Regions from separate parts of the Mus musculus genome. Here regions 2, 3, 4, 5 and 6 are each linked to region 1. Evidence: chromatin contacts called from public HiChIP or PLAC-seq and promoter capture Hi-C data. All regions are on one chromosome and are shown on one strand. Each heading gives the region's core, a stretch centred on a gene start, on an enhancer-like site or on the middle of the called end of the contact. The rest is flanking DNA. Distances are from core to core; before and after follow the strand shown.

Region 1 (4,056 bases), core at 463-2,962:
ATAAATATTTCTAATGTTACTTATCTTTCATATTACACAAATTATGCAAAACAGGCTACTAAACAGTTCAGTGGGTAAAGGCACTTGCCAAGAAGCCTGAGTACTGGAGTTCAATCCCCAAGATCCACTCTGTGGAAGGAAAACCAACCCCAGTAAGTTCTCCTCTGACTTCTGCATGCATGCCACGGCACAAGATCTCTCCAACAAATATACACAGAACAAAATATTACAGAGAAATCACAACACAGGATACAGAAGTAAAACACTAAGGCCTAACAAAAATGGAATAGCTTTCGCATTTCCACATGTGGTCCAGCAAACTGCGGCTTGAAATCTCCTCTCAACCTTCTTCAGCATTTTAATCTGTCACCTCTTTATGCTTTATTAAAAAACAAAAAAGTCTTCCACATCCTTTGACTGTACTATAGACTACTTTGCTGTACTTGCCTTATGTTTTTCTCGGGGCCATATATCCCGAAGGCGTATTAGATCGCCAGCTCCCTTTTGCCCAGTTCCTGTACCAGCAACCCAATGGCCACACTCACCAGGATAAGACAGGGTAACCATTTCCCTTTAACATTTCCAACTAAGATGAGTATGGCTTGATCTGAACACCTGTAATCCTCTTTAAGCCAGTTTTTAGGTCACCCCTATCTTCCGTGACGGTCTCAGGTCTCAACGTGGCTTGAGATAGACATCTCTCTCTACCGGGCAGTCTTTTCAGAACTTCCCAACGTCACTGTAAGGTCCCATTAACCTCCACATGCAGCCTACTTTCTTTCACAGGCCTCTAGGAAGGATCTGCTTTTGGGGAAACCAAGGTTCTCATATGATGGCTGTAAGTTTGGTCACTTTTATTTATACCTACCCCTGGAGTTAATTTCCATTCAGGAAAACGCGACTTTCCTACTGGTTCTTACACTTTCCGACTTCCCCCTTCTCAAGGAACGTGTTCACCTACCACCTCGACCTGAGCTCTCGCTTCCCTTGACCACCGGGCTCCTCGCCACTACTCACTTTGGGCTTTTCAGGAAGCTTCTTCCGGTTCTTCTTCTTTTGCTCCTCGCTTCTGAGATTCTTCAGCTGGGCTAGGTCGTCGGGGGCCGGAGTCGGCGGGGCCGCCTCCTCCCGTTTGCGGGGCGGGCTCCTTCGCTTCTTGCGGGCGCCGGCGCAAGCCGCGGCCCAGCCGTAACCTAGAAGGAAGAGCAGGAGCAGCCCGAGAGCGCCGGTGCCCACCAGGATCACCCAGCCCGGGTACCGCTTCGGCTCTAGCCCCAGGTCGAGGCCCAACTCCGTGCGCAGAAAACCTAGGCCGACCGAGAGCAACTCCCGCAGCCGGGCAGAGCCCTCCTCGGCCTGCTGGGCCAGCTCGTCCTGCCAGCTTCGTGCAGCCATCTTCCCTCCCGTCAGAGAGACTCGCGGGATGACGCCGGGGAGCGGAGCCGCCGCTGGAACAGTCGTGGGAGGCGACAGGGCCGCGACACCTCAGGCCGAGCGCATCGCGGCCAACCCTCACGCCGGAGTAGGGGATAGAGGGCCGCCGCCGCCACGGGGAGAGCCAAAGGTTCCCAGTCTCCGCAGCCGGCCTCACGCCGCCGCCACCAGGAGGACACGGGGCGGCGGGGACAGAGTGTCTCCAGAGGCGGCCGCTAAGCGGCGTCGGGGCGCCAGCGCCAGGACCCGCTGTCCTCCCCCGGCGGAACAATGGCGGCTCCGGCCGCGATCCACGCTGCGCGCGGAGGCCGGTCGGGTCACGTGGAGGCTGTGGGCGGGGCATGCGTCACATGGGGCGATGGGCGGGGCCGGGCGGACTCTAGTCTTGGAGTGGGGTCTCCTTGAGCTGTGTGGGTTTGGAGGCTTGGGGCGACTCGGAGCTTGCGAAGCGGGAGCTAGAAATCTGACGGTGGAACTCCTTCAGGCTCGGGCTTTCTGGATGCTGAGAGGGATTCAGGTGTGAGGCCTGCGCACGAGCAAGGCGGCCAAACCCATCGGAGTATGAGCAGGCTTTCCGCTCTCTTTCCTGCAGTGGTGGTGCAGTGGACCGGCTTTTTCTCCCTAGGTCAGGGGCCAGTTGGATGCTTCCAGAGGGAGCTCGGTGGACTCTGAGGCAGCGAGCACGTGTAATTCACATCCGAGTATTTCTTCGGGGCGGACTAGCATATTAACGTTTGCCAACGTTTGCGTCTGTTCTGTCGTTCACTCCTGCTGTCTGTTGTCAGGCTCCAGATTTAAAAAGTCGGCAAACCCGTGGGAGGCACTATTATTTTTCTACTGATTTGTAGCCTTAATAGGAAATATTGAGAGGAAGCCCTTAGACTGTATTTATATGCAAGAGAAGCATATTATTTTAAGCTTTTATACAACCCCAAAAGAATTGCAATTTTTGAATGCTTGTGTTGTCCAACAGTCAAATGTAGCATTAGAAGGAAACTAGGTGGGTTGGGGAATGTCGCTCAGCAATAGAACATGCTTACTGAACATATGCAAGGCTCTGGCGTCGATTCCTAGCACCAAAAATAAAGAGCTGAGGCGCTTCTTCCCTTCTTAATTTTAAAAATGCTTGAGGACTACCCTACTATTTGTATTTTGACTTTGCGGTAAGGAAACAGTGTCTATAATTAAATGTTAATTAGCATGTAAGCAGCTGAAGTAAATACAAACTAAAAACCTATTCATGTATTTTGACCCATCAGTATTGTAATGAGTCTTGTGATTAATGGGTGGAATAGAGTTTTATACGTAATAAGCTACTCTTGCTAAGCTTTTTTGCAGACTTATAATTAAGGGCTAAGTTATAAAGGCCAGAACCTTAAAATGAGATCTGCATGACCTCTAAAATTAACAAATTCCATTCATATTTTTGGAATAAGATTTATAACCCCACCTATTTGGGTTGGTCATAGTTTTTCTAAGAAGTTCTACTGATCGTTTTAGATCATCACCTGTGGATTTATGAATTAGAGAATTACAGAAATTGTAGGTTAGCATACTAGTCCCTTTGACAGTCTAGCAAGTAAATGATTTAGTAAGATCAGGTCATCTTGTAGTTTTTTTTTTTTTTTTTTTTTTCCACTTGCTGTATTTGGTATCAGGGACATACTTGTCATTATATCTCGCCCTCCTTCTCTCACTCCCTCCTCTTTGTGTATGCACATGTATATGCACTTCGTTTTTGTATTCATGCTGGGGATTAAACCCAGATCCTTAAGCATGGTAGGCAAACGCTCTCCCACTGAACTATGTCTTTATCCCACCATGCACTTATATTTTAAAAACAAAAAAGTAGGGTCACAACCAACTGGTTTGCATTCATTACAGTTAACAAAACTTGTAAGAATATAATTATACTTCCAGAAAGTTAGGGTTATTTGTTGCAATAGCACAAAGATTAGATTAAAATTTAAATAAAGCAATGCTTTGAAAGAATCAGGGCAAAACAGCTGTGTGTGATGGAATACTAGCTCTGCTCTAAGTAGACAAAGTCCTAATTCCTCGTGAATGACAACGATAAAATGCAAAATGTGTCTAAAACTCTCTATGAGAAGTTCAGGGTTGGAAATGAGTGCTTTTTCTGAGTAATCATAGATAAACAGGAAGGAGCTATAAACTCATACAGCGGTGTGAATATCAATGCTGAGGAGAAGAAGAAGCCATAGTACCTAGGGTATGATTCCATTTGGGTATAATTAGAAAATGAACACTGATCTACAGTGATAGCAAATCAGTGGTTACTTAGGGGTATGGGGTGGGGCCAAGGAAGCTTGAGGAAGGTCTTAAGAAAGGATCCAAGGAAATGTGGGAAAGGTGAATATGTTCTTTGTTGCGATCATTTCATAGGTTTTCCAAGGTTCAAGTTACATACCTTAAATATTTTGGCTTAGGACTTGTCAACTGCTTCCAAGAAGCCATTCAAGATGTTTTTAAAAGTCGCTTATCGGACTGGAGAGATGGCTGAGCAGTTAAGAGCACTGACTGCCCTTTCAGAGGTCCTGAGTTCAATTCCCAGCAACCATGTGGTGGCTCACAACCAACTGTAATGTGGTTTGATGCCCTCTT
Region 2 (4,056 bases), core at 413-2,912, 2.5 Mb after region 1:
TCCAAGGGCCACCTCACCTCCACCAAGGGCCACCTCATCCCCTTCAAGGGCCACCTCACCTCCACCAAGGGCTCCCTCATCCCCTCCAAGGGTTTTCCATGTCTCCTTTGTCATAGGTGTCATAGACACCTTCCTGGGGTCTTCCCTTGCTGGATCTAAGTCTGCTCTTTGTGACATCTTTCTCGAATCAGCTAGAACATCAGTCCCCTCTGTCGTGACTACCATAAACCCTCGGCTGTTTACACCTGGATGAATGTTCACCTTTTGTGGAAGGCTGTCTTTTAGGAGCAAAACTCTATCACTTTCCCTGCCCCCTGGAAGTCAGACACAGCAAGAAAGCATGTCTCAGAGTACAGATTTCCTGATTTAAAGCTCTGAGGATTGGTGTAGCTCAGAAGTCAGATCACACAATGAACTTGTCCAAAAGAAGTATATATATATAGAGATAGATAGATAGATAGATAGATAGAGAGCCTTAACAAGCTCAGAGTGCACAAACAAGATTGCAGCAGGAAGTACCTGCAAAAAGGAGTCACAGACATGGGCTCAGAGTACAAGGGCAAGTTTGATCCTGTAGAAAGCTGGTGTTTAAGGAGGGAGGGGCTGGCAGCCTGCCAGGTTAAAGGTTGTAGAAACTTCACTGCGCCTGATTTTGTGTCCTGCCCTGAGGAAGGCAGAGCCAACTCCTAGCCTTGAGTGATTCTGCTGTTCCCTCCCCCAAGTACTTAGTTTTCCTGACCATGTGCACGGTCTGCAGCAGGTCCACGGTTTGGACAGCGTTAGATAGAAAACTAGACCTAAGCGGCACATAGAGACCTCTTTAATCATGCCAATCACTGCCATGCCTTTGGTCTGTTCTCTCTGTTGCAGGCCCAGCAGGCTGTCCCGTGGTGTGTGTGTGCCCAGGGCTCCATTCTGACTACCTTGTTTTAAACGGACTCTGGGGACAACAGGTGTCCTTTTCTGTCAGCAAGTGGATATAAACTGCATCGGCCAGTCTCTTTAGGACCTGGGCCAACCCCAGTGGCCATGGAGTGTAAAACCACACTGTCTTGGCAAGATCCACCCACCATCTAGGATGTCATATTCTTATATGACAGCCTGTCTTTGCTTCTATCCACCCAGAAGAACTGTTGCCAGACGTGGGTACTGAGTTTAATGCAAATATGCTCAGTTTGTTCATGATTCCATCTTCACAAAACAACAACAACAACAACAACAACAACAACAATATAATCAAAATGCCCAGCCTAAAAATAGTATTTAAGGTCAGGGAAGAAGGGTTCTTCTCAGGGACGTGAGTTTGACTACAAACTCTCAGCTGTTTTTAAAAGCAAACATCTGAATACCTACAGAAAAATATCCTCAGAAGTCAAGGGTGGGCACCTAGGGCTGGCTGTGGTCCTTGCCATTTTTGCCAGGACAGTATATATGGCAGCTCATTTTGGAAAATGATCCTGGAAGCGCCTCACATCTGCACCAGCAAAAGCCCTTTTCCTGCAAAGCCACAGGCAAGGTCCAGCAGGTTTGTCTGTCCCCAGCGACCAGCACCTACCTTGTCTAATGGTGAAGAGCAAGTCAGCAGGAGGCAGACGCCCTGGAGCTGACCCGGTAGGGAGGGACATGCAGAAGAAGGGAGGAGTCTCAGTCTGCACGGGAAGTGGACACTGCTGTGGCAGTGTCCTGCATTCCCGGGAAAAGCCGGGGGAGGGGCAGGTCCGCAAGGACCGCGAGAAGGGGCTGGATCCTGGCTCCCGGATGGAAGCAAGAAGGCAGGGTAGGAAGAGTGGTGATAGGAGGGAAACAGAGGCCTAAAGAGGCAGGGAATGAGCCTGGCACTCTGCCCTGGGCCTGTCTACTGGGACGCATACTTCTCTGTGGTCAATCACAATCGGGCTATTTCAAGCACTAAGCTACTACATTTGTGTATTTACCCCAACTTACATATAATCTTCTTGTGGCTTGGGTGGTTTGTCTGTGAGGAAGGAAAGTAGTGAAAGAAAACGTTGAGAAAAGAAGATGGAGGCATCGCCCAGGGAAGAGCAATGAAACCAGTGTTAATTTTCCGGTGCTGTCTCTTGAAGATGTGGGTGCTGGCTCAAGGCCTAGCTCTGGGCAGCGCTTGTCCTCAGGGCAAACCAATAACATAAACCGTGCCTTTGCTGAGAAAGATGGATGAAATCTAAAGCCCACGAGCTCCGTTAAAAGTCTCAGGTGGGACAGGATTGCTCTCCCTGTTTCTGAAACTGTCAAAAAATGCATACAATGGAGTGGGGAAGCTGCCTCTTAGTGTTCCACAAAAGCAAAACATTTTCTCTAAGATGGAGAGGTGGGGGTTTTTTTCTGGTTTTTTTTTTTTTCTTCTTCTTCTGTTGTCTTGTTGTTTGTTTTGGTGCTTGTGAGGGAGGCTCAGTTGTGTTTTTGTTTTCACTTATTTTTTAACTTTTAAAATGTATTTATTTGTATTTTTATGTATATCGGTACATTGGTGTTCTGCCTACATGCGTGTTCACGTGAGTGTAGACAGTTGTGAGCTGCCGTGTGGGTGCTGGGAATTGAACCCAGGTACTTTGGAAGAACAGCCAGTGCTTTTAACCACTGAGCCATCTCTCCAAGCCCCTATTTTTTTTGTTTCATTTTATGTATATGGTCTCTTGCCTGCATGTATGTCAGCATGACTGGTGTCACCTGAGACCAGAGAGGGAAGTGGACCCCTGGAATTGAAGCTACACATCCAGATTGAACATGGCCAGCAGAAAAGACCGGGCCATGAGAGGAGAGAGAAAATAGAGTAGGAAGGAAGAGAAGAGAGGAGCAAGGAGGGGCGGGGCAAGAATGGAAAAAGCCAAGAGAGGGGCGGGGCAAAAGAGGAAAAAGCCAAGAGAGGGGCGGGGCAGGAGGGGCGGTGCAAGAGAGGAAAAAGCCAAGAGAACCAAGGGAAAGGGAAAAGAACCAAGAGAGTGCAGAGTCTGTAATGGTGGGGCGACATAGGAAAAGGAAGTTGCGGGAAGGGAAGCAGTCCCTATGATTGAGAGGTTTAGGTAGGGGCTGGGGTGAGAAGAGCCACAAGTACCAGTGAGCCTGGAGGGCTGTGTGTGCTTCGGTATGCTAATAGCCAGCCATTTGCCCTGAGTTTCTTTGGGACCTGACACATGCATGATGTATGTATGTATGTATGTATGTATGTATGTATATATGTATATGCACCATGTGGTTGTCTGATGCTCTCCAAGAGCTGAAGAGGTGTCAGATCCCCTGGACTGCAGTTACAGACTCCAGTTGTGAGCTATCATGTGGGTGTTGGGAACCAAACCTGGGACCTCTGGAAGAGCAGCAGGTGCTCTTAACCACTGAGCTGGTTTCCAGTCCTTTGGTTTTCTTTTTTAAGGAACAGAAATACATACAGTGTATTAAGGAGGAGGAGGAGGGGGAAAGGGAGGGAGGGAGGAGGAGGAGGAGGAGGAGGAGGAGGAGGAGGAGGAGGAGAAGGAGAAGGAGAAGGAGAGGAAGAGGAAGAGGAAGAGGAAGAGGAAGAGGAAGAGGAAGAAGAAGAAGAAGAAGAAGAAGAAGAAGAAGAAGAAGAAGAAGAAGAAGAAGAAGAAGAAGAAGAAATGGGAATGAGGAACCCAGAGGGGATAGGGAGTCCATGGGAAGATCATCAGAGTCAACTAACGTGGACCCCTGGGGGTTCCCAGAGATTGAACCACCACCAACCAAAGAGCAAGCATGGGCTGGACCTAGGCACCCACACATATGTAACAGATGTGCAGCTTGTTCTTCATGTGGGTCCCCTAAAAGCTGGAATGAGGGCCGTCCCTGACTCTGTCGATTTACTGTGGATCCTGTTCCCCTAACTAGGCTGCCCTGTCTAGCCTCAGTGAGAGAGGATGCAATGACTAGATGTGCCAGGGTGGGTTGATACCCGGGATGTGGGAGGCTGGGGGAGGAACTCCACCTTCTTTTAGGAGGGGAATGTGGAGGAGGGGCTGGGAGGGACCAGGAGGAGGGCTGCAATCAGGATGTAAAGTGAATAAATAAATAAATAAATAAATAAAT
Region 3 (4,056 bases), core at 486-2,985, 2.5 Mb after region 1:
TGGCGAGATGGCTCAGCCGGTAAGAGCACTGACTGCTCTTCCAAAGATCCCGAGTTCAAATTCCAGCAACCACATGGTGGCTCACAACCACCAGTAATCAGATCTGACACCCTCTTCTGGTGCATCCAAAGTCAGCTACAGTGTACTTATGTATAATAATAAATAAATCCCTTTTTTAAAAAAAGAAAGAATTCTTTCTGTCATAGACAGATCATACTGTATCAATTTGGGCTACGACAGTTAAACACAAATCAGATGGCCCAAGGTCTGCCTCACCTGTAGACACATGCACAAAGCCAGAAGGTAGACAATAATGACGCCCCGGTCTCCAGGGTCTCCCAGCTGGCCTTTGAGTTGTAGAAACCAACTGAGGCAAAGACGTGTCAGCCTATGTATGAGCATCTGAAGGAATACAGGGGAAAGGAAACTAGGAATCTGAACTGAGGGCAAAAGCATCGAACCACTGGGCCCGTGCAAGCAAGAAGAGTGGGAGCGGAGCAGCCGCCTGACTGGAAGGCGGTCTGTGACCCACGTGGGAATCTGCTCGCTCCTGCACCACGTGGGACCGAGACCTAGCACAAGCGGTCAGGCTTGGCAACAAGCGCCTTTACTTGCCGTGCCATCCTTGAAGTCTTTCTTGAACCTAGCTTGATGTCCACCAACAGTGGAATGGATACAGTGTGGTGTACATACACACAGAGCTTTATTCAACTGTAAACTAATGACTCAGAACCATCATGTTTTCGCTCAGATGCAGAATCTTGTTGTATACAAGTGTGTGTGCTGTGTTGAGAGGGAAGACCAGGAGGAGAGAGGATAATGAGGACAGCTTATAGGTCAATGGCAAGGTACAATTACATATATATATATGAATGAAAATGTCACAATGAAACCTTGTTTGTGTTAACTTTAAAAACCTTGTCCTGACATAATGTCAATCTGTGTCATGTAACAGCACAGACCTGAAAGCTAGCCTACTGTCATACAGGTTATATGCACTCTAATTTTGAGTACCTAATAAAAACAGACAATACGGCAGGGACAGTTTCTGTTCTGTGGGGTACGAGTGGAGAGACTGGAAACTCGTCACAAATAAATCCGAGCTTATAAAATGAATCGTGATTTCTGGCAGACGTACCGTGCAGTTACCCTTACGGGGTATCTTTCTAACAGCAAAACGCTGAGAACAAGAGACTCTGAGCACCAGCCGGTGCTACTTTGTCTCCACCTACAGTACACGCGCGGGGAAGGCCCAGGATCTGTGTAACCTGGGAAGTTAAGGACAAATACTATGTGCTGACGACCAGGCACGTCCAGCAACCTTGTGAAGTAGGCATTATCATTATTATTATTATTATTGTTTTTGTTGCTATTATTTTGTCATTATTGTTGTTGTTATTGCTGTTATTATTGTTATTATTATTATTATTATTATTATCTTTGCAGACAAGAAAACAAAGCTACAGGCTCAATAGCTTCCAAGCAGCAGCTCGTCCACCGCAGGGTGGATTCCAGCCGACCTAGGATCGGGCTGAGCAGTGAGTCTTGTGCACGGAGGTGCGGACAGCAGCCCCCAGCAAGCACTGTGGTAGCCACGACCGGCGCGGGACGGAGAGCACCGCAGCCACGCGCGCCCGATCCCCACAAGCGCCCGCGCCACAGACAACTATATCGCCCGCCGCCAGGCCGGTCAAACCTCACCTACTCGCTCCATCGCGCGTTCCGGGGAGACCGGAAGTGGAATCTACCAACGTCTTAGAGCCCGGGCGGCAATCAAAGAAAAGAAAAATATCTTAAGGAAATAAGCTCCCCGCTGCAACTCTGGATTCAAAAACTTTGAAAACTTAAATCCTTGAATCAGTGACTACATTATGTCTAGTATTAGCATTTGTGTGCTAGACGTCGCCTTCTAAGTTTCGAACACCCCCCCCCTCGGTTCGTGGAAAACGGACGTTCCCAACAGCGGCCGATTCCAGAAGCTACTCTGCGGCGTAAAAAAAGTCACTGTTGAAAAGTAAGTCGCGGGGTCTGCACTGCGCATGCGCGGGATTCTGCGTCCTCTCGCGAGAGGGAGGTGCGGTGTGTCTCTCTTCCCGAGTGGTCCCCGCTGGTTACTGGAGGAGCGCTCGTTCTAGTTCGTCCACCATGGCGTCCGTGGGGACCCTCGCCTTCGATGAGTATGGGCGCCCCTTTCTCATTATCAAGGACCAAGATCGCAAGTCCCGTCTCATGGGGCTTGAGGCCCTCAAGGTAACGGCCCGGAACGCGAAGCCGCGGGATGAAGGGAGTGGGCCGGAGCGCTTGTGCGCCTGCGCTGGCGAGAGAGCAGCTCGGCCATGTGCTGGCCCGAAAGCTCGAGAATCTCCGGTGCCGGGGAGCCCCTTTGGGCTCTAGGGTCACATCCCCGCTCTGGCTGCGGGAGAGGGCGTAGAGGCCTTCGTCCCACGGTGGGGTAGGGAGAGCGATCCGCCGCTTCAGAGCTGGGTGGGGTCGCATCCCCAGCTCACCGGGCGGGCGAGCAGGCCTGCGCCGGTGCATCTGTAACATCTGTAAGTCGCTTGTCCCTTAGAAGCGGGGCTGTCCCGAAAGGGAGAAAACTAGTGAGAAACGTGCACAGGACAGACCGAATGGCTGCTTGTAGGAAAGGGACCGTAAAGTCCCTTGGGCCAGAAAACGCATGGTGGTGACTTTTGGAGTGGAAGGAGAGAGTTTCAGTGGAGCACAGTTGGCCGCAATTGAGGATAGTTTCCTAAAGGGAAACAAAGAAGTTACCCTGAGGGAAGGCAGAGCCGAAGTGTTGAGTCGGAAGGCATGTCTCACAGAAGGAGAGGAATAAGAAAGGCTACCCAAGAGCCGGTGCTAGGCCCCCAGAGGAGAAAGGAGTGACAGTCACTGGTGTTGCCACAAAAAGCTCAGAGGAAGGAGGGAGCCCCATTTTAGGTTGTATTGTGCCAGTCGTGCCTCCAGGTTTGAGGTGCCCTGGTTGACCTGGTGTTAGGGAAATCCCTCGGTGAGTTCTCTATCAAACCGAATTTCTGACAGGTGTTTTGGAGTGGCTGCAGAAGTGGACATAGCAACTGAGGCCTGGTAGATGCTTGGTTCTCTTTGCCTTCAGCTTGTGCGCGTTGTGTGTTGACTTGTGTACTGGCTAGTTTTGTGTCGACTTGTGTACTGGCTGGTTTTCTGTCAACTTGACACAGGATGGAATTATCACAGAGAAAGGAGCTTCAGTTGGGGAAGTACCTCCACGAAATCCAGCTGTGGGGCATTTTCTCAATTAGTGATCAAGGGGGAAAGACCCCTTGTGGGTGGTGCCATCTCTGGGCTGGTAGTCTTGATTCTATAAGAGAGCAGGCTGAGCAAGCCAGGGGAAGCAAGCCAATAAGTAACATCCCTCCATGGCCTCTGCATCAGCTCCTGCTTCCTGACTTGCTTGAGTTCCAGTCCTGACTTCCTTTGGTGATTAACAGCAATGTGGAAAGTGTATTCTGAATAAATTCTTTCCTCCCCAATTTGTGTCTTTGTCATGATGTTTTGTGCAGGTATAGAAACCCTGACTAAGACAACTTCAACCCCCTTTTTTTTTCCTGTTTCTGGGGACGTGCCAATAACAAAATTCCAACAGACAGAAAATTGACCAGTATAACTCATGTTAACAGTCCTGTTGTGCCAGCCGTTTGTGTTAACCAGATGGACTATTGCATGTGGTCCTCACTCAGGATGGGTCCTGCTTACAGAATTAGATTCTTTAGGGACAGAGTCATAGAGAAATTGCCGAGTAGAGAAGGGTCATGACTTATTCCACTTCCACCTGAGTCAAAGCTAGGTCCAGAGCCGTGAGGTTCCCCTTGGCGTTAGACCAGAGCATCTGTGGTTGGAGGCCTGTCTTGTGTATAGTGTTGGGCTGGTTCTTTGGCCTCTGCTAGTACATACCAGTTTAGCCAACCAAAAATAAGTCCTGGTGTCCAGTATCTTTGGGCACCCCAAGAGACATTTCCCTGTGATGTCTCTTGAGAAACTATGTTACCAATACATACTTTCAGGTTACATTTTAAG
Region 4 (4,056 bases), core at 685-3,184, 2.2 Mb before region 1:
CTGGAATTTAAAAATATACGGCTCTCCAGAGCCCCCTTCACTTGGATGCAGCCTAGGCATCTCAATTTTCCCACGTTCTCTTGGGGGAGGCAGCCAAACTTGAAGTTGTTGTCCTAAAGGCAAAGGGTATACAGCACAGAGAACAGAGTGATATTTAGAGGGCATAATAAATGGGACTCAGTGAAAGGGACCAAAGACAGGGTGTCTGTGAGAACCCTGGACTTCTGGCTTGGCTCTGCTTGGATGAGAGAAGTAAGGGTTGTTTTAGATAAGCCCCTGTCTATCTCAGACAGACTTGAGCTATAGGTTTGTCTTAAGGTTCTGATGCTGCCACAAAACACCATGACCAAGAAGCAACTTGGGGAAGGTTTATTTGGCTTACACTTTCATATCACTGTTCATCACCGAAAGAAGTTAGGACAGGAACTCAAATATGGCAGGAACCTGGTGGCAGGAGCTGTTGCAGAGGCTGTGGAGGGGTGCTGTTTACTGGTTTACTCCTCATAGCTTGCTCATCCTGCTTTCTTATAGACCCCAGGACCAACAGCCCAGGGATGAAACTATTCACAGTGGGCTGTCTCTCCATCAATCACTAATTAAAATGTCCTACGGCTTCCTACAGCCCAGTCTCATGGAGGTGTTTTCTTCATTGACGATCCCTTCTCTCAAACGACTTTAGCTTGTCTCATGTTAAGATAAAACTATCTAATACAAGATGCCTCCATAGATTCAAGTGGAGATGTCCTTCAGGTATATCTCTCTCAGGATATGCATATTGGACTAGTAAGTAACAGCAGACCCTTCCAATTTCTAGGAAGACAGAAATTTAATTTCTCAGAACTATGATGACTATAGAGAGTACAGGACCACTGTTATTCTGCACAATTCTTTACTCAAAACCCTTACCAGTCATTACTCCATTTGTACTGCAAAGCTACTCTTGCACTATCCGTAGGCTTAAAGTGTCCTGTAGATTATTGGGCATCGAATGCAGCCTTTTGATAGCATTTTAAGGTATACACATAATGGCTCTCAACTTCCAATAAATGGAAATCATATCCATACTTACTCCCTTTAAGATGTATGGTCAAAGACATTTAGCCCTAGATCGCCTAGCCTGTTTCTAACTGGGAAAAATTTACTGTGTTACCAAAGAGGCCAAGTGGGGTTTGAAAAAATATGGCTCCTTGGTGAGTTTCTAGTTTAGACACACTGAAATAAGGATCGAGTGATATATTTAGATTAAGTAACAGATGGTGGATGGACATTTTGGCATCCATCACATCCATTTCTCAGGATTCTAAGGAAATGATCTAAGTCCCCAAGAGAAATAAACGGAGAGGATGGGATCAGGACAGGAAAGGGATCTGTTTATTTAACTAACTCTATACCAAGTCTTATGTAGGTGAAAAATTCAAAGGGTGTCCGACTGGATCAAAAGCTGGAGGGGAATGGAAGACACAGGCTGGGCCAAAGTAACTCCTACTGTATCAGACATTGATAAGACCTGAGATATTTCTTTGGGGACGACTCGGCTCTGCTCTCCCGAGGGTTGCCAATCAAGCAGGTGAACAAAGGATTGAAAAGCTAAGTCAGGGTCCTGTCGCTCAGGAAGCGCTCCACTTGGAACGCGGCTCCCGCCGTCCCTTCCTATCACCTCACGGAGACGGGGTCGGGGTTACAAGAAGGGCGTCTCCCGCCCCACTGCCCGGCGCGTTCCGAGTAAGTCGCCGCCCGCGGGAGGGCCGGCGGCGAGAGCGCGCAGTGCGAGGCGAACGTGCTGGAGCCAAGGAACCACCGCGTCCCAGAGATAACCGCGGCTGGTCGACGTGGGGCGGGGCGGGGCTTGACGCCAAGACGCAAGGCGCGCTGGGCGGGGCTATGCCGGGTGGGGCAGGAGGGAGTGGAGGGGGCGGGGCCTGGGGGCGAGGGCGGGGGAGAATGGCAGTTGCTGTGTTGGTTCCCGGCTGCGACGGTCCGACTGGAGTCACAGAGGGGAGTTCGGGAAAGCGGCCGCCCGCAACCGTTCCACCGGCAGCTCTCGCCCTAGCTGAGAAGGTTCCGCGGCGGTGCTGAAAAGTCGTCCTCCGTTCTGCCTCCGCTTTCTGCCTCCGCGGGATGGGCCTGCTCGCCAGCCGCCCCGCGCCGCCGCCGCCCTGAGGAGCTGAGGTACGGCAGGCGCCGGAGCCGCGGGAGCCGGGCGGCTCCCCTACGGATGGGGATTCAAGGCGCCGCTCAGGCCTCGGTCTGGGGCCGGGAGACCGTTGCGGCCGTCTCCGGGGTGCGGGCCGGGGCGTGGGGGGCCGGGCCTGTGGCCCCGTCGGTGTTGTGACTGTCCACGGCGCTGCCCCGAGCGTTCCGGGGCGGCGGAGCGGACGAGACCCGAGGGCGGCCGCCGTGGGGAGGCGGCGGGGGCGGAGCGCATTCCTGACGGGTGAAATCGCCTCTAACGGGACGCTTTCCGGGCCTCGCCGCACACTGGGCGCCGCGGACTTCGCCCCCGAAGCCTGCCGCCTGGGGCCCGGGAGGGCGGCGGGGAGATGACCGCCTCCTTCGGGAGCGGAGATCGCGCACACAAGCAGGCACCGGCGCGGAAAGCCGTATAGCCTGGGGATGAACGGGGGTCTTCCGGACTCCACGTCTGGGGTTTTCCCTGCCCTCACCCCGAGTGAGGCCACCACTTTGAATTGCCAGTTTTTCCTTCGGTCTGGGATTCCGCTCTACTGTCGCTCTCTTCTCTTTTTCCATTTCCACTAATGGGAAGAAGTGGTTTAGGTTCGTTAATCCTGAGACAAGGGCAGCAAATAAAAGAGGGAAGAGAATGGTGAAGGCTATATATGGGAAAAAGAAAGGTTTAATTTTTGCTTGTTGGCGCCCTTGGAGATAGAAATACACGACTGGTGCTTTACTTTGTGTAGGGTTGAGAATGTCGCAAAATGTTGGTAATGATAGGACGGCCTTTAAATGCAGCTGCAATTTTCAAACCTAGGGTTGGCTATAAAGGCTGGTGTAAAATGATAGCAAACGGGAGGTATGAAAGCGGGCCTTTCCGTGGTTGGTGCCTTCAAAATATTTTGATCTTCCTCATTCTACTTTGTGTATGTTTGTGTATACGCACGCGTACCTGGCAGTCTTTGATTATTTAATATTTTAACCAGAATTTCTTGACCCTTTTCATTGTATGTAGTGTGACGAGATACTTGTCTTTTTTTCCCTTTCCGGTTTTGCTATAAACCGGTCTCTTTGCACATCCTAGTGCTTCTGTTTGTAATTCAAGTCATTTCCATATTTGCTTGCTTAAGCTTCTTTAACACAGAGCTGTCTGTATTGAATTAAAATGTAAATATTTAGAAAATGGCTATGTCCTTACTTTCAAATGTTCTTTACTTGGTACATACAATTTCATGGACAAAGAATTGGTATTAAGTCTTGGGACTTACTAAACCAAATTATGCAAAACAAAAGCAAGATATATATATATATATATATATATATATATATATATATATATATTATACAGTGTAAGCTTAAATTTCATGTGACCATGGAAAGATTTTAATGTCATTGCAAGGTGTCTTTCTGAAGAAGAATGCATATGGCAGCTAGCCTGAGTGTATTTTTTTATTATATCATCGATTCTCATTCTAGAACCCCAGTAAGGTTAATTTTTTTAATTGCAGAATTATTTTAGAAGTTGAAACAAACCTATTCATTACTAAAATAGCTGCATGAAATACCTCATCTTGGAGATGCCTTGGTTGAACATTAGAATTAATATAAAGAATTGTTCATTGTACTGTTGCCTAGCAAATGTTAGAATTTCATTTTGAATATTTGTGGCAATGTGTTGGATTTTTGGTGCCTTTTTTAATCTGGCAAAATGACAGTGCCATATTATCTTCTACTTAAGTGTTTTTGAAGATACTTCAGCACCAAGTAGAAAGTAAATGGACTTGACTTGCCATGAACACAGCGTCCAAGCAATGTTTTTGCAGTTGTGAGTATAATGTACTCAGGAGTAATTCCCCCCCCCCCCCTTTTTGAGAAAGGGTTTCA
Region 5 (4,056 bases), core at 1,008-3,507, 2.1 Mb before region 1:
ACTACTAGTAAAAACAAAGATTTCCTGAGAAGTAAAAAAGACTTACTGAGAGCCCATAATGAATGGTACATGAAAATGCTAATCATGTTTACAAAAAAAAAAAAAAAAAAAAAAAAAAAAGGGAAGAAACACATTGGCAGTACATGCCTTTAATCCTGGTATTTGGAGGTTGGGGGTAGGAAGAGGTAGGCAGATCTCTGAGTTTGAGGCCAGAGTTTTAGGATGGTCAGTGATACCCTAAATAAATGAATAAATTGAAAATGTACTTATTAGGGTTTAAATTTCTTTACTTAGGTTTATTTTATGCATGAGTGCTTTTGCCTGCATGCATATATTGTACCATTTGGGTCCCTAGGGTCAGGGGTCTGTCTATCCAACCACCTGTGACTGTGAGCAATCATGGTTCTAGAAATGGGCCCTTGGATAAACCAGGCAATGCTGTTATCTGCTGATCCGTTTCTCTAGCCCCCATTTGGTTCTTTGAGACTGGGTCTCACTAAGTAGCTCTAGCTGGTCTGGAATACTAAACATAGACCAAGCTGGCCTTGAATTCACCGGGCCCCGCCGCCCAAGTTTTGGGAAAAATAAATCCTATTAAAATAATTAATCTGGGTGTACCTCCTGTGGAGTCTCCACTCTCTCAGCTCTCATTCTTAATAAGTCCACATGCACTCTACTTAAAAAATAGATAATCCAAAAGTTATTACTACTTTTATCGGGTCTTAGTCTTTATCAGTCCAAGTATTAGTCACTTCCTCTGCACATTTAGAACATGTGCTTGAAAGGATACATCTTTTAGTCCTTTTCTTGTACATTATTCTGTATCCACATTCTCTGCATCTGATGGGATCCCTGGACTTTATCTCATTTTCGGTGTGACACTCTGGGAAAGAAAGCACATTTATTCAATGCTTGAAAGAGAAACACTATGGGGGAAGCAAATGATAACTACAGATTTCAACTGGAGCAAACCAAAAGGCACCAAAGCATCCAAGTGCCCGATTATTGCCAAAACAGACCAAGGAGAAAGAAGGGCTGTAGGCAGTACACCTTTTCCAGATAAAAGGAAGAGATCTTAATAAGGGAGGGGGATTTTACATTAACAATCGCTAAAGTGCTCCACGTTATAATTTTACTCATGTAAGAGAGGATTTTTGGGTGGTGGTTGTTTTTTTAAGTAAAGCATTATTTAAATGAATGTCAATTTTACCTCCACAAATATATATCATTGGCTGCTGCTTTGGTGGTTGAACATCTTTCTGAGCGTCCATTGTTAGTGCCTGAAATCAGAGACAAAGACTGAGTATCAGGGTCTTCGCACAAAACATGCCTCTTTTTTTTTTTTCTCAGACGCAATACAAGGTTCTTATTTTCCGGCCTTAGAGAAAAACGCAATAGAATGTTTGCCTAGCATGCAGAGGCCCAAGGATAAATACCCAGTATTACAGATGGGGAAACAAAAAAAAAAAAAAAAAAAAAAAAAGGAAAAGTCGCAATTCTTTATCTATACCTATAGTTCCCCCAAACTGTGGTGTGGGCTGGGTCTTAAGAATAAAACACATTTTCGCCGGGCGGTGGTGGCACACGCCTTTAATCCCAGCACTTGGGAGGCAGAGGCAGACGGATTTCTGAGTTCCAGGCCAGCCTGGTCTACAAATCGAGTTCCAGGACAGCCAGGGCTACACAAAGAAACCCTGTCTCGAAACAAAACAAAACAAAACAAAACAAAACAAAACAAAACCCACAATTTCAATAATAATAAACACCAGGGGGAATGTTTATTACAGTCTTCACGATCCTAGAGTGTATTACTCTTTACACAAGAGTAATACACTAATAGGCTAAGGAGAGGTTTGTTTGCCCAATCTCACTCCTCAAAGGAATTCAGATCTGACCTAGGAGCAATAGCTCCATCAAAGCTTGTCTCGAGACTAACTCCACCGGGGATCTTTATTTACGCGCTTGGTTCTTTGAAAAGACTTTGAGAGTCTTCACTTTGTAACCTAAGCCAGGCTCAAAGTCAAGGCGCTGGTTGAAGGCGGAATTCTCCTACCTCTGCTTCCAAGCGCTCAAATGGCAGGAGTGTGCTACCTCTCCCGGCTGCCCACAAAGATTTTAAAGCCAAGTGTCTCTCCTGGTTTTGCCACAAATTTACTTCCAAAATCATCAGCCGGAGACTCCCTACCTCCACAGCTGGAAGAAGCGTCCCTTCTCTGAGCACGCAAAAGCTTTTTCCGGCGCTGCCTCGCCAACTTCCGGCGCCGATTTATGACGAAACGAAGCCCCGCCCCCTCTCCCTCGCAGTGCGGGGGGACTGGCGCTTCTGTTTCTGAGGCAGGTTACAGCGTTTTTCTCCTACCTGCTTCCTGTGGGGTTTTGTTTTGTTTTTATTTGCCCTTCTCTCTGGGGTAGCAAAACATCTCCACAGCTCGGCATTCGAAGGTTTGTGCTTGTGTAATGGCAGATACAGGAGGAACCCAAGACAGGCAATGCTGGAGTCTTAACCGACCCGATGCTTAGGCGAACACCAGCAGGCTACCCTACCAATACTTCACGATTTGACACTTCGCACATGGCGGTTTTCAAATTGTTCAATGCCCGTGTGGGTTTTTTGTTTGCTTGTTTGTTTGTTTTCAATTTCCAGTTCTCTCCTAGTTTCCTGTCACCTCTCTTTTTTATGTTGGGGAGTGGAAAGAGAGGGAAAGGGGAAGCCCAGGCTGAGACTGCTCTTAAACCCGTACAATCCTCTGTCTTCGCCGCCTCAATGCTGAGATTAATCGCGCAAATCACAACGCCTGCCATCTCCCTCCCTTTTTGAAGCCAAGGCTTTCTTACGGCAGCTCCATCAATTACTTCGACTAGTTGGTGGCTTTAGCTTTTCTCTTAGTACTCTCCTTCCTGTGTTTGACCAGTTCAGTAGAGTACAGGTGTGTGTTCTCACACATCAAAATTGGAACTCAGTAAAACACATCTGTTGGGTTCAGGACGTTTACATTCAATTATTTCACACCAGTCGTTTATTTTAATAATAGGATGGATAACCTGAAGGGATTCAAGTAAAAACAGTTGTTAACTATTAAAGAGATGGCTTCTCTCCCAGTGGGCACTCTGGTAACTTAGTAAACTACTCTCCATTCTCCATCCATCAAGAAGAACTTTGAGCTTTGTCTTTCATTTCTAGTTCAAACCTTTGATATTCACAGACCATCTTGAGAAATTCCAGTCTTCCTAGATGACAATTAAATTTGTTTTTTTAGAATTGCTGGCTTAATAAGCAGTAATTTATTACTTAAGCAGTAATAAAATGCTTGTTTAGCATGCATGAGCTCACAGTGATAATTTCTTTCAGAAGGAAATCAGAAAAACAGTACTTTCCAGCTTCTTCCTCTACATCCAGACTAACAGCATATTTTGACCAGCAGCCATGTTTCAAAGTACCCCTTCTCCTCAACAAGCAGGAAGAGGAAAACAAGTGTGCACACTAAACATCTGTACAATGACACTAGGTTAAGCCCATGGGTATTGTAAGAGGACTTCATACTGCAAGCAGATTTGAAGATTTACTGTGATTTGAGTTATGTGTGGATGCCAGTTGAGATCAGAAGAGATAGTTGGACCCCCCCTCCCAAACTGGAACTACAGACTGTTATAAGCTGTCATACCTAGATGTTGAAAACTGAACCTGTCCTCTGCAAGAACAGCAAGTGCTCTTAAATGCTGAGCTGCCTCTCAAGCTCTTGCTTTTTGTTTTTTGTTTTTTCTTTTTTTTTTTTTTCCATTTTTTATTAGGTATTTAGCTCATTTACATTTCCAATGCTATACCAAAAGACCCCCTTACCCACCCACCCCCACTCCCCTACCCACCCACTCCCCCCCTTTGGCCCTGGCGTTCCCCTGTACCGGGGCACACAAAGTCTGCGTGTCCAATGGGCCTCTCTTTCCAGTGATGGCCGACTAGGCCATCTTTTGATACATATGCAGCTAGAGTCAAGAGCTCAGGGGTACTGGTTAGTTCATAATGTTGTTCCACCTATAGGGTTGAAGATCCCTTTAGCT
Region 6 (4,056 bases), core at 1,107-3,606, 2.1 Mb before region 1:
TGTGGCTTTAAGGTATGGGTTTGCAAAAACAAGAGTAGAAGCCAGTGGTAGGAGTCCATGGGAACATGCACACGTGAGGAAATGTTCCTGGTAAAGAAAAGGCCATTGTGGCAGAAAAACAAATTGTATACTGACTCTCAAGTTCGTATCCCACATTCTGAAGTCCTGTGTCAACTGCAAACTGGGAATCTTGGTTTAGGGACTTCCTTGACAGTGGCCCTGAACAGCCTTCCCATCTCTGCTGATGACAATACCCTTCTGTGCGTTCAGACAAGAATCTTTAAGAGTCATCCCCAAATACCTGTTTCTTTCCTACACCCAACTTGTCAGATTCGCTAGGCTCTATTCTTTATCATTTATTTATGTGTATGTGCCTGATCGTGTATACTACATCCATGCAGGAAGAGGTGGTGGGACCACTGGAGTTGGAGTTCTCAGCCACCATGCAGGTTCTGGACTTGAACCCTCTAGTGCTCTCGACTGCCCAGCCATTGCTCCCGCCCCTCAGCTCTCCTCCTAAATATAGATGTGAGACCTGGAAGCCGTGCTGCCTGGCCACCATCAGATCAGCTAGTACCTGCTTGGAGCTGAGCTGTTTACATCCTCTGCACAGCAGCAGCCAAAGTGAGCAGCTGAAGCTGCAGCCCACGAGGACCATCTCCCTTCACTTCTGTTCCCTCCCACTGCTCTCCCTTGGCTTCATTTGGCTTTCGGATTTTGTCTGGCAAGGGCAACAAACACTTCACTTAGGTCTTTTTCCTGTGTCATACTGCAATAGCAATAAACACAACCAGGGAGCAGGTGTCTGCTTCCTTGAAATATAGGCACCCATTGTCTTAAGGGCACACAAATACCTGCCCCACACTGAGGAGTCAAATGTGGAGCCACTGGCGGGTTTTAAGTAGGTCAGATTTGCATTTAGATAGCTGGTTTTGCTTTCAGCATGGATAATGGATTTAAAGAGAACTCCTAGCTGGGAGCTAAGCCTGGAAGACTGACAAGTTAGGAAGCTTTTACAGCAGACCAGATGGGAGCTAGCGCTAAGGCTGTGTGTGGGTGCTCTTGGGAAAATGAGAGCAGAGCCCAAATGCAGAAATATGTTAAGGTAGAACTGGCTGAATCCAGTATTTACCTGAATGTGGGGTTTGGAGGGAAAGTTCTAGGGGGAAACTTTGAGTTACTCGGAAGATGTATCATTTAACGGTCATAAGATTTATGTTCCAAAAATAATTTATGTCCCCCCCCAAAATCTGTGTTTTAGTTGAGATAGGTTCTCAAGTAGCCCAGGCTGGCCTTAAACTTCTGATCCCCCTGCCTCCACCTTCCTAGTACAGATTTTGCAGGTCTTTGCCCCAACCCCGGTCAGAAGATGAAGCTCAAAGATCCTGTCTGGGAATGGGTATGATTTGGGTGTGGAGTGATAGGGTGGGGTATAGCTCCTGTTAGACATTTGCATTGGAAGTACTGCTGGGAAGGGGCAAGCAGTTAGCTTTGGGGTTTATTTGGTACCACTGAGGAAATTCAGAACTACAGAATGGGATAAGTTTTATAAAACAATTAGGAAGCAGTATTTCCAATGCAAATGTCTAACAGGAGCTATACCCCACCCTATCACTCCACACCCAAGTCATACCCATTCCCAGACAGGGACTTTGAGCTTCATTTTCTGGCCAGGGTTGGGGCAAAGACCTGCAAAACCTGTACAAGCAACGTGGAGGCAGGAGGATCAGAAGTTCAGGGCCAGCCTGGGCTACATGAGAACCTATCTCAACTAAAACACAAATTTGGGGGGGGGGACATAAATTATTTTTGGGACATAAATATTTTTAGTATTTAGAATAATTGTGTTTAAATTTTTATCTTTTCTATTTAAATAAATTCTTTTTTGTTTGTTTGTTTGTGGTTTTGCTTTACTGTAGCTCAGGCTGGCTTTAAACTCTTAGTAACTGAGAACAAGCTGTAACTCTATTCTCCTGCCTTCTTTTGTTAACTGTTAGGATTGCAGGTGTGTGCCACAGTACACAGGGCTCTGTTTTCCTAACTCCTTTCCTGAACACACATTTTAGGGTAACTGTAATCTGTGGTCCCCAGTTCGGGTAATTCCTAGTGGTCAGCGTTTATGAAAAACCTTTTGCTACAGGCGTCTGACCTAAGGAAACTGAGGCCTGGCTCTGCGGTCCTTCGCTGTGGGAGGATCTGCTCCCCCCGCCCCCGCAACAGCCCTTCCCCACCAGGAGCCGTGCGATCTCCACAGTAACGGCCGCTCCCCAGCCGCCACCCCTGGCCCAGGCGCCTCTGCTTTGTCCAGCTCTATGGCAACAGCGGGCAGCCCCAGGCCGCGTGCCGTGGGGCGGCAGTCGCTCCCCAGACAGCGGGGCCGGGCAGCTGGGTTCCCCCGACAGGATGCCGGAGAAGCGGCTCTCGGCGGGTAGGTGGGCCCCGGCGCCCTGCCGCAGTGCTCGGGCACCCGGACCGCGCTCGACCCCAGCCCCAAGCCTCCAGCCCAAGCCCGGGTCCCCAGCCCCAGCTCCCTGCCTTTTATACGAACCCCCAGGGCAGTCGCTATTACCTTGTGCGCTAACCACGCTAAGCTCTCCTTTTGCAAATGGGGGCCTTAGGTTAGCTCTGGGGTGACAGTGGGTCCCAAGCCAAAGTCCAAAGGTCTTTCCTCCCCACCTTCACCTGGAATCCTACCTTAAAATGTAATCCATGTGCGGATAATGAACATTTTACTGAGCTCACCCGGGATATATGTATATACAGTAGCGCCAGGGGCTGTCGCAGATGATTTCAGTTAGTCTAAAAGGAAGATCTGAGTACGAAAAGGTAACGTTTTGTCTCCTTCCAGAGCCGCCAGAAGTTACAGAAGAAGAGTTTGTGAGTACACAGTGGCGAGAACGGGTCTTTTTTTTTACATTCTCTTCGGGCTAAAGCTTTCTTCTGTAAAAGACCTCATGTAGTTTCTCCGTACCCTTGCTGTCCCTATGGGGGCAGGCCGGCTGTCTCCATGGCTTTGTTGTGATGTGCAGGGCAGCTCCTGGTTGCAGTAAACATTAGTAGGTAAAGTTGCTCACCCCAGCATTAGAGATGGGAAAGAAGGGCTGGGAGTCGGGGTCATCCTTTGTGACATAGCAAATTCAAGGCTATGTGAGATCCTGTCTTAAAAAATACCAGCCCTCCCTCACCTCCACCCCCATGGTAGCACTCAGGTCTTTAAACTCCAGCAGAGGCAGGAGGATTTCTCTGAGTTTGAGGCCAGCCTGGTCTACAGAGCAAGTTCCAGGACCGCCAGGGCTATACAGAAAAACCCTGTCTCAACAACAACAACACCACCCAGTCAATCAATAAATAATAAAATAACAAAGCCAAAAAACCCAAAACTAATCAACCAAACAACCAAAACAGACAAACACAAAAACAGCAACAGAAACCAGTCATCTATTTGTAAGTGTTTAAATTGTTTTCTAGACATTGTTCTCAGGTCAGAATTTTGGAGAAATTGAGCATACTAAATATTTGCCAAATCTATTTATCATTTGGGAGAGTGCTGTCTTTAGAGACTCTTCTAGAAAGCATATTGCTTACACGAGGAGCTTGCCCCAGGGCACAGACAGACACAGAGGCAACCCTTTTTCCTACCACCGTTGAGGCTGGAGCTCAAAGCGCGTCCAGTATTTACTAATGTGAATACTCTAGCACCCACTTCTCTTGTTGACTGATTATCCTATTTACTTTTGGCTTTTCATTCAACAAACATGAGTGACTGTGTATTCAAAGTATTGTCCTAAATACTGGGTCTAAGTCTCAAAAACGTTAACAGTCTAGCTGGGGCTAACATAAGAGAGAAGGCTAAGTCAGCAGATAGTAGGAGTAGTAGGAGGTGGGAGCAGGAGGAGGAGGGGTGGGGGAGAAAAGAGAAACTTCTATGTACACTAACATACAGGTACACACAGCACATCAGAAATGCTTCCATATATTGGCCGAACCCCGTTTAACGGGAAATTAAGTTATTCCATCACTCAGCCTCAGTGCTTCACGCAGGAGGGCATCTGAGCC

The links. Promoter capture Hi-C pulls out the DNA fragments that hold promoters and counts their contacts. HiChIP or PLAC-seq counts read pairs in DNA pulled down with a chosen protein or histone mark.
Region 2: a promoter capture Hi-C map of liver shows a contact between it and region 1, with 15 times the contacts expected there. The contact joins the promoter of Cmbl here to the promoter of Mtdh in region 1. A contact is called at or near these places in 4 of 39 promoter capture datasets (3T3-L1-derived adipocytes, hippocampal neurons, liver and 1 more), 3 of 115 datasets of contacts at active chromatin or transcription factors (embryonic stem cells, large pre-B cells and stem cell-derived neural progenitor cells) and 1 of 9 other capture datasets (pancreatic islet).
Region 3: a promoter capture Hi-C map of liver shows a contact between it and region 1, with 10 times the contacts expected there. The contact joins the promoter of Atpsckmt here to the promoter of Mtdh in region 1. A contact is called at or near these places in 5 of 39 promoter capture datasets (cranial neural crest, liver, pre-B cells and 1 more), 3 of 484 Hi-C or Micro-C datasets (B cells, CD8 T cells and muscle stem cells), 9 of 115 datasets of contacts at active chromatin or transcription factors (astrocytes, bone marrow-derived dendritic cells, embryonic forebrain and 5 more) and 3 of 9 other capture datasets (adipose tissue, embryonic stem cells and liver).
Region 4: a contact with region 1 is called in a promoter capture Hi-C map of pre-B cells, with 3 times the contacts expected there. The contact joins the promoter of Rnf19a here to the promoter of Mtdh in region 1. A contact is called at or near these places in 4 of 39 promoter capture datasets (3T3-L1-derived adipocytes, the C10 cell line, liver and 1 more), 1 of 484 Hi-C or Micro-C datasets (pre-B cells), 1 of 115 datasets of contacts at active chromatin or transcription factors (astrocytes) and 2 of 9 other capture datasets (adipose tissue and liver).
Region 5: a contact with region 1 is called in a promoter capture Hi-C map of pre-B cells, with 4 times the contacts expected there. The contact joins the promoter of Polr2k here to the promoter of Mtdh in region 1. A contact is called at or near these places in 6 of 39 promoter capture datasets (the 3T3-L1 cell line, the C10 cell line, frontonasal cranial neural crest and 3 more), 1 of 484 Hi-C or Micro-C datasets (pre-B cells), 4 of 115 datasets of contacts at active chromatin or transcription factors (astrocytes, bone marrow-derived dendritic cells, embryonic forebrain and 1 more) and 2 of 9 other capture datasets (adipose tissue and liver).
Region 6: an H3K4me3 HiChIP or PLAC-seq map of embryonic hindbrain shows a contact between it and region 1, with 16 times the contacts expected there. The contact joins the promoter of Rgs22 here to the promoter of Mtdh in region 1. A contact is called at or near these places in 1 of 39 promoter capture datasets (the 3T3-L1 cell line) and 2 of 115 datasets of contacts at active chromatin or transcription factors (astrocytes and embryonic hindbrain).

The regions. Positions count from the first base shown.
Region 1 is chr15:34,080,375-34,084,430 of GRCm38.p6, reverse strand. It overlaps Mtdh (metadherin), which reads right to left and starts at 1,712. Exons shown (of 12, transcript NM_026002.5): 1 at 1,018-1,712. The coding sequence starts at 1,395. Gm41291 reads left to right here and starts at 1,205. Exons shown (of 1, transcript XM_011245387.3): 1 at 1,205-2,689. The coding sequence starts at 1,424. The coding sequence ends at 1,957.
Region 2 is chr15:31,566,439-31,570,494 of GRCm38.p6, reverse strand. It overlaps Cmbl (carboxymethylenebutenolidase-like (Pseudomonas)), which reads right to left and starts at 1,662. Exons shown (of 6, transcript NM_181588.4): 1 at 1,556-1,662.
Region 3 is chr15:31,599,795-31,603,850 of GRCm38.p6, reverse strand. It overlaps Atpsckmt (ATP synthase C subunit lysine N-methyltransferase), which reads right to left and starts at 1,735. Exons shown (of 5, transcript NM_026546.3): 1 at 1,702-1,735. The coding sequence starts at 1,714. It overlaps Cct5 (chaperonin containing Tcp1, subunit 5 (epsilon)), which reads left to right and starts at 2,005. Exons shown (of 11, transcript NM_007637.3): 1 at 2,005-2,250. The coding sequence starts at 2,146.
Region 4 is chr15:36,281,025-36,285,080 of GRCm38.p6, reverse strand. Rnf19a (ring finger protein 19A) reads left to right here and starts at 1,934. Exons shown (of 10, transcript NM_013923.2): 1 at 1,934-2,169.
Region 5 is chr15:36,172,211-36,176,266 of GRCm38.p6, reverse strand. Polr2k (polymerase (RNA) II (DNA directed) polypeptide K) reads right to left here and starts at 2,257. Exons shown (of 4, transcript NM_023127.3): 1 at 2,186-2,257; 2 at 1,211-1,280; 3 at 791-883. The coding sequence starts at 1,271. It also overlaps a transcript of Spag1 not described here.
Region 6 is chr15:36,138,700-36,142,755 of GRCm38.p6, reverse strand. Rgs22 (regulator of G-protein signalling 22) reads left to right here and starts at 2,356. Exons shown (of 28, transcript NM_001195748.1): 1 at 2,356-2,428; 2 at 2,849-2,877. The coding sequence starts at 2,404.